3 separate regions of the Macaca mulatta genome follow, and all the other regions are linked to region 1. The links are chromatin contacts, called in public Hi-C maps. All regions are on one chromosome and are shown on one strand. Each heading gives the region's core, a stretch centred on a gene start, on an enhancer-like site or on the middle of the called end of the contact. The rest is flanking DNA. Distances are from core to core; before and after follow the strand shown.

The links. Hi-C and Micro-C count contacts between places; a contact is called where the count stands out from the background.
Region 2: a Hi-C map of liver shows a contact between it and region 1, with 2.9 times the contacts expected there. The contact joins the promoter of ACAA1 here to the promoter of XYLB in region 1. A contact is called at or near these places in 2 of 14 Hi-C or Micro-C datasets (fetal cortex germinal zone and liver).
Region 3: a contact with region 1 is called in a Hi-C map of fetal cortical plate, with 2.8 times the contacts expected there. The contact joins the promoter of EXOG here to the promoter of XYLB in region 1. A contact is called at or near these places in 4 of 14 Hi-C or Micro-C datasets (cortical neurons, fetal cortex germinal zone, fetal cortical plate and 1 more).

What each region holds. Positions count from the first base shown.
Region 1 is chr2:100,607,491-100,610,177 of T2T-MMU8v2.0, forward strand. It overlaps XYLB (xylulokinase), which reads left to right and starts at 1,332. Exons shown (of 22, transcript XM_077992171.1): 1 at 1,332-1,481.
Region 2 is chr2:100,393,354-100,396,040 of T2T-MMU8v2.0, forward strand. ACAA1 (acetyl-CoA acyltransferase 1) reads right to left here and starts at 1,321. Exons shown (of 11, transcript XR_013413791.1): 1 at 1,109-1,321; 2 at 836-929. It also overlaps a transcript of MYD88 not described here.
Region 3 is chr2:100,786,120-100,788,806 of T2T-MMU8v2.0, forward strand. EXOG (exo/endonuclease G) reads left to right here and starts at 1,298. Exons shown (of 5, transcript XM_077992183.1): 1 at 1,298-1,483. The coding sequence starts at 1,321.

The DNA.
Region 1 (2,687 bases), core at 82-2,581:
GATACCTTTATTTAAAATTTTTTTTTTTTTTTTTTTTTTGAGACGGAGTCTCACGCTGTTGCCCAGGCTGGAGTGCAGTGGCGCGATCTCGGCTCACTGCAAGCTCCGCCTCCCGGGTTCCCGCCATTCTCCTGCCTCAGCCTCCTGAGTAGCTGGGACTACAGGCGCCCGCCACCGCGCCCGGCTAATTTTTTGTATTTTTAGTAGAGAGGGGGTTTCACTGTGGTCTCGATCTCCTGACCTTGTGATCCGCCCGCCTCGGCCTCCCAAAGTGCTGGGATTACAGGCTTGAGCCACCGCGCCCGGCCATATTTAAAATGTTTTAAAAGTGGAGATAATATTACCTACTTCCCAGCATCATTGTGAGGATTAAATGTGCTCAGCAGGTTGCCTAATTGTTTGCGATCTAGCTAGTATCCAGTATTTGTCTATTGTCACAGGTGGTGACTGCTAGAGGGGCTGTGTCCCCAATAAGCTGTGAATGTCTTGGAGGACAAGTTGGCCCCTTCTTGTTCCAGCAATGAAGAGGATCCCATGTAAACTCCGAGCAGCTCAAGTTCAGCAAGGGAGACAGACCATTGCAAGTGCATGAGAAGGGCACTGGTGGCCTGGGAAGTTCGTAGGAGGAGACTCTCACATGCTGGGTTTGGGGAGGAATTCTGGAAAGCAGTCAGTCTTAGGGACCAGGAGGATGTAGCTGGTGGGACAGGTGCCCTCAGCTCCATGAATAAAAGGAGTGAGTCTGACTTTGGTTCCCATTCCCCTTCACCACGTCTGGCACACATTTAGACCATCAATACCAGCTGACTCCAGGAATGAGTGTCTCCCCGTGGGGGCGTCAGGAGCTCTGAGTTTAAATACACGGCAGGGATGTGACACACTGGGAACCACTCAGATTTGCTGGATCTAGGCGGGGCTTGTCAGGATCCAGTGCTTCCAACCCCAGGGCCCATTTCCCTGTGGCCCCTGAGTCACCCCCAGGGGCGGACAGCTGTTCCAGTGCCAAGATACAGCCACAGAGGACTGCAGGCATAGGGCCTCCAGAAGGACAGGCAGGGTCCCTCTGAGAGACAAGCTGGCTTATAGTTGAAACCTCTGGCCCAGGCGTCCTCTAAGGGAAGCCAGACTGTGTCAAGGCAAGGCCCATGTAGAGAGAAGATGAAGATGGGGAGGACCAGAGTGGGTGCGCTTGGAAGGAAAGCCGGCTGCCTGGGGGCACCGTCGATTGCACAGGACGCGGTGCCGGCTCGCGTCGTCCCGCAGGCGGCGCCAGAGCGCAAGCCCGCCTCGTGACTCGGGTCCACAGTCCGGCCGGGCGGAGCGAGGGGCGGGCCCTTGCGTCTCTGGGCGCTGGAGCGCGGCGACAGTCACGCCGCGGTGCGGACGGACGGACTGACGGACGCGCAGCCTTACCCGCCAGGGTCATGGCGGAGCACGCCCCTCGCCGCTGCTGCCTGGGCTGGGACTTCAGCACGCAGCAGGTACAGTCGCCTGGTCGCAGGGCCACGGGGCCGCCTCCTCCGCTACGCTGGGGTAGGGGCGGGCTGTCACCCGGACGCGGGAAAAACATGGGCCCGGCCGCGGGCGCGCCTACCTCTCGGGCTTCCCGGGACCCCGCGCCCCTACCCCGCGCGCGGCCGTGGGGCATCGGTGCCCTCGCCCGGAGATGCCCTGCCAATGCCACCCATTCGCAAGATGCAGCCTCGACCCCGCCTAGACCTCGCTACCCCAGGAAACTGCGGGCGTCCCTCGGCAGGACCCCCGGTGCCCAGAGGGGCGGGAGGACTCGGTGGGTTCGTGCGCTGTTATGGGCACCGAGTGACAGGGACCCGAAGGAAGCCAGCTACTGTAAGGCAGGGGAACAGACAGGCGGGTAGCCCTGCGCACATGCACAACCAGTGACCTGGAAGCAAATTATAGCCCGAAACCTTTTTTTAAAAATTGAAATGGGCCAGGCCTGGTGGCTCTTGCCTGTAATCCCAGCACTTTGAGAGGCCGAGGTGGGTGGATCGCTGGAGCCCAGGAGTTCGAGACCAGCCTGGGCAATGTGGAGAAACCTCCGTCTCTAGCAGAAAATACAAAAATTAGCCAGGCATGGTGACGCACACCTATAGTCCCAGTTTCTCGGGAGGCCGAGGTGGATCGCTTGAGCCCAGGAGGTGGAGATTGCAGTGAGCTAAGATGGCGCCACCGCCCTCCAGCCTGGGCGACAGAGCGGGACCCTGTCTCAAAAAAAAAAAAAAAAAGTGAAATGCATAGTGTACAAATGGACTTTACCCTGTGACCGCCCTTCGTTGACACCAGCTTGCCTGGTCTGCCGACCCAGGACTGCTGGTCAGAGGAACAATGTGCTGCTGCCAACGCCCTGCAAACAGGCAAGCAAATCAAAATCTGCCTTCAAACAGGGCATGGGGTGACCAGGGGCACCTTTTGTATACACAGTTGCAGTCAAACCCCTCTTCTCGAATGGGTCAAGGGAGGCAGGCCTCTGGCCAGTCCTTGGGGTGAAAGTCCTGTGGGACTCTGGATGACTCGAGTTGCCTTGCTAGACCTCAGTTTCCCCAGGTGTCCAGGAAAGTAGTTATACTCCCAAGCTTGGATATTGCTTCAGTGGGGTATTAATGTTTCTGGACCACAACCATGGCCTGTGAGAACAGCCCATGGCCTTGCCTGGTCTCAGGCCTCTG
Region 2 (2,687 bases), core at 71-2,570, 210 kb before region 1:
CAAGCAGGAGACAGATGCTTTCCTATTATCTCAACTGCAAAGAGGCCTTCCTCTTTTACTAATCCTCCTCAGCACAGACCCTTTATGGGTGTTGGGCTGGGGGACTGTAAGGTCTTTCCCTTCCCACGAGGCCATATCTCAGACTATCTCAGTTGGGGGAAACCTGGACAATATCCAGTCTTTCTTGGGCAGAGGTCCCTGTGGCCTTCAGCAGTGCATTGTGTACCTGGTTAATAGAGAATGGAGAATGGCGATGACTTTTATACTGCCTGCAAACACATTGTTAACAAGGCACATCCTGCACAGCCCTAAATCCATTAAACCTTAAGTCAATACAGCACGTTTCTGTGAGGACAGGGTTGGGCTACAGATTAAGGCTACAGATGAACAGCATCTCAAAGCAGAATTTTTCTTAGTACAGATCAAAATGGAGTTTCTTATGTCTTCTTTTTCTACACAGACACAGTAACAGTCTGATCTCTCTTCCTTTCCCCCACACTGCCGGACTCCCCTTGCCGAGATAGTGAAAATAGTAATCAATAAATACCGAGAGAACTCGGAGACCAGTGCTGGTGCAGGTCTTCGCATGCCTAGTGTCCCGGCCTCCTGGGCCCACTGTTATTTCTCTATACTTTGTCTATGTGTCTTATTTCTTTTCTCAGTCTCTCGTCCCATCTGACGAGAAATACCCACAGGTGTGGAGGGGCAGGCCCCCTTCAAAGGTCAAGGCCATGGAGGTTCCCCCAGTGAAAACTCGGGGTGGGGAGGTGAGGAGAGCTCTGGACGAACAGAAAAACGGGAAGGGCCCAGCACAGGGCCTGGGTGGTGCGCTCACCGACACAGATGTCCCCCAGCTCTTCCGGCCTCAGATTCACGTCCTTGAGAACCGCGGTCATGACGGCCGAGAGAAGCTCGTCGGGGGTGGTGTCCTGCAGCAGGAAGAGGAGCCGCGGTGACCCCCAGTGCCCCCTGCTCACCCCAGGGAGACAAAGCGACCACAGCTGGATGCGGAGCTGCCTCCGGCGTCCAGGGTAACCAAACATACGAACCGGACCCCAGCCCGCGCTGGCGTCTTCCCACACTCGGCACCCAGACCCTCGGGCCTCACCTTGAAGCCGCCGCGGCCTGCCCGGCAGATGGCCGTGCGCCGCCCGTGCACCACCACCACGTCCGCGGCCGAGGCCTGCGGGGCGCCGCTCAGGCAAGGCGCAGCCTGCGGCATCCAGCCGGAATCCGGCCGGCCTGTCAGGTGGCCCAGCACTACCTGCAGCCTCTGCATTGCGCAGCTCAACCCTACAAACCAGCCACCAGTCGCGGAACTGACCGCCGGAGTTAACAGACAGCCGTCCGCGCACGCGCAGAACCACATCTCAGCCTCCAAGGCCTCAACTCCGCCCACAGCCCTGAGAAGGGACGCGAGCGCCCCTCCAAAAGTCCCGCCCACCTCCCGCCGCAGCCAACCACAAGGTGAGTCGGCCTGGGAACCCGCCCCTCCCCGCCACCGCCTACCGAACCCTCTATAGGAGGGCCCACAGTCACCGCCCAGCCGAGCTTTCCACTCAATGCCCCGCCTACCTTAGCCTACCGCAGCCAACCAAAAGGTGGATCTTTACGAATCCCCGCCCAGAAATGCAGAGCGGAAGCCTTTCCACCTTTTGTAGCCAAACCCGAGACCCGACCCCCAAACCCATGTCTCCTGCCCGCAGCTAAACGGAAGGCTGGAGCGCCAGGACCGCTTTCCGCTTGCGAGATGGAGATGGAAGCCGGGGCTCTAATTCCTCTACCCACTTCCTAGTCGGCTCTGCTATCCCTCCGGTCCCAGTACCCGAGCTGGGGGACCTAAATACTTCCGAGACGCCCGAGTCCTACTCCGACGTGGGTGGGCTTTCCCATTCTTTCGAGAAGACAGGGAATTTGGGCTTCCGGACTGGCCGGGAGAACAGATTTTACAGAGGTGCCGGGGTGTGACAAGCTCTCTAACTGGAGAATGAACGTTTCACACTTTTACCAGTTTTACACCCAATTGGAATGATTTTATTAGTGCCCATTTCCCGTGCTAGGCTGGGGGCTCCACCAAGGCAGAGAGCCTGGACAGGCTTGACACTTAGTAGATGATCAATAAGTACTTGTTGAATGAGTAAATGAATGAACCAGGGCTCCCTAGGTCAGGACTGTGTCCCTAAACCTAAAGAGCAAGGCCACGTGCCCCCTTGACTCCCAATAGCAGGGCCATGTCTTTACCTGAGACCCTGGAGAGTAGCGCTGGGCTTCCCACAGACACCAAAGGACAGGGTGCCTTGTGGTCCCCAACCTAGTGTCATGACGTCCCCAACCATTTTGATGGCAGGGTCACGGCATGCCTCAGGCTCCAGAAGACAGCTGTCCCTTTCCCACTCCCACCTGGGGAGCACAGCAGGGGTCTTCCCTTACCCCTACTGGCAGGATTGCGTGTTCCCCAGAGACAGTGGAGGGCGGAGCTGGTGCCTTCCCACTTGTCCCCTCCTCGCCATCCTCTAGGGCAGGACCGTATGAACCCCTCAGATTCCCCAGTGGAAGAATTGTGGCTCCACCAGATCCCAAAAAGCAAGGCCCGTTTCCTACAACCTCTGAAGGAGGGTCGTTCTCACTCCGCCGCCTACTACTACTACCATCATCAGACCCTCGAGGGCAGTGCTGTGGACCTCTCC
Region 3 (2,687 bases), core at 48-2,547, 180 kb after region 1:
GCCCGGCTAATATTTGTATTGTTAGTAGAGATGGGGTTTCACCATGTTGGCCAGGCTGGTCTCAAATTCCTGACCTCAGGTGATCCTCCAGTCTCGGCCCCTCAAAATGCTGGGATTACAGGCATGAGCCACTGTGCCTGGCCCAGTGCCAGAGTTTCACATCACAGCTTTGCTACCCAGAGAGAGTACTAGATCCAAAATCCCTAGGAAGGACTCTGGTTGATGTAGCTTAACCAGTCAGGGTCCTTCACAACAGGTATTCCTAGCAAGGGGGTAACTTCCCATTTGAGGCTGTCAAAATAATGTGCATACTTCAGTAGGTTGTTAGAAGTGGCCTCCTGGTCAGTGAATCATCAGTGGGATCAGATGAAAGTTATTCCTACCAGTTTTCTAAGAAATAGGAAACTTGAAAGTTCTACTAAGAACTAAGTCCACACGGAATGCTGGAGATTGTGCTGCAAAATGAACTCATTTATTTGTGAGTGGTAGTCCATGAAATCTATCTATCCTTTCTTTGCCAGCAGGCATTCAGCAATCTGGATTTTATATTCTATCAAGACAAAGAGTAGAGATGACTCAAACATTTCTAACATTTACAGAGCACTTAACGACATGCCCCTGGTACTTCCCTAAACATTTTACATGTGTCATCTCCTTTAATCGTCACAAGAACGCTATGGTCTAAGTATTGTTATTCCAATTTAAAAGAGAAGGTTGGGGACAGTGACTCACACCTGGACTTACAGCACTTTGGGAGGCCGAGGCAGGAAGATTGCTTGAGGCCAGAAGTTGGATACCAGCCTGGGCAGCATAAGGAGATCCCCTTCTCTACTCCCCCACTCCTGCCAAAAAAATTAGCCAGGCAGTGTGGCACGTGCCTGTAGTCCCAGCTACTCAGGAGGCTGAGGCAGGAGGATCGCTTGAGCCAAGGAGTTCGAGATCGCAATGAGCTATGATCATTCCACTGTACTGCAGCCTGGGTAACAGAGACCCTGTCGCTAAAAAAATAAATAAATAGACCTGAGTTGGAATATCGGCTCTGGAGACCTTAGTGTAACCATATGCAAGTGTTTACTCGCTGTTAAATGGGACTAAAGGCATTTTCTTCTCAAGACTATACATAGCACACCACTAAACCGTCTAGACATCGTATTCCCCATCCATCGCCCCGCCCAGTGGACCAGGGATGAAGCGGGGATGCGCCAGGGCATCCAGGTTTGTCACCAGGGGGCGTACGAGGCCCTCAGTTTGGCGGGCGGCGGGACGGGGGCCGGCCTGCGCGCGCATGCGCCGTGATAAAAGGCCGGTACCTCGGGCAAGATGGCTACCAAGAGTATCGCTTCCCGCCTCCGGGGCTCCCGGCGTTTTCTGAGTGGCTTCGTGGCCGGGGCTGTAGTGGGCGCTGCGGGAGCTGGGCTCACGGCCCTGCAGTTCTTCCGGAGTCAGGGCGCTGAGGGAGCGTTGACAGGGAAGCAGCCGGATGGTAAGTCTGTGGGCCCGTCCTCCCTTCCCTGGCCCAGGTTTCAGGCTCCGACTCCTACCTGGAATGTGAATGGCAGTGCTTGACGGACAGCCTTCACCGTTTGCTGGGCCCCGAACCCGGCCCTTGGTTTCTGACCTTTTTTCTCCCGGCTCGGCCTCCTTTCCCCACGTCGCGTCTGGCCGGCTTCCCTCATGTCCTTCCTTACCCCGGGCATCTTAGTTTTCTTCACAGAGCCACCCCCGCCAGACTTTCTTCCCCCAAATTACTCATCGCGATATCTATGTTTTAATAAAAGTCTGTGTCCTCCACTAAGATTGTTAGCTCCGTAAGACTTGAGACTATGTCTGTTTTGGTCTCCATCATCTAACCAGCACAGTACCTGGTACATAATTGGCATTCAGTAAGTATGAATGAAGGAATAAATTAATACATAGTTTTAGTAGATTAGTTAACTGCCCTTCTTTCGTCATTGTTCAGTTGAAGAATACCTGCTATCTCTCCAAAGTGTATAAAAACTCATGTTGCAATGAGTACCTTACATTTGACCAAAAAAAAAAAAAAAAAATTAAGACGTGCTCATTTCTTACACTTTGTGGATGTGCCAATTTAACTTGCTCCTTTGGATACTTGGCATCTAGCAAGAGAACTACCCCCTTGGTGGGTTGAGGATTTGAGAAGGCATCAGGGGAGGATTATCTCGAAACCGACTCACTATTGATTGTGTGCTTGGTTTCTCCCACTCGGAAAAACAGTACCAGTTTTACTGTCATCTTGCAACAGCACACATATCAGTGCTTCAGAGATGATTTGGAAATTTGATGTGAAAGACTAGTAAGATCAAGTCTTTATTCAAAAGTTAACGCTGTAGCTGCAGTTTATTCATTGATTATAGGCAAATCCGTACTTTGTCTACTATTTTCTTCATCTCATAGTTGCAAAAATGAGATTTTCTCGTTGATTAGACTTTTGAGCCAGTCCTTTGTAAATCACACCGCTCTCCTTTTCCTTATAATCTTTTGTTCTTAAGAGCCACTAATTGTGTGTTTGTGTTTTTGTTTTGTTTTGTTTTGTTTTCACTTTTAGGATCTGCGGAAAAGGCTGTCTTGGAACAATTTGGATTCCCTTTAACTGGAACAGAGACAAGGTGTTACACTAATCACGCTTTGTCTTATGATCAGGCAAAGCGGGTGCCTAGATGGGTTCT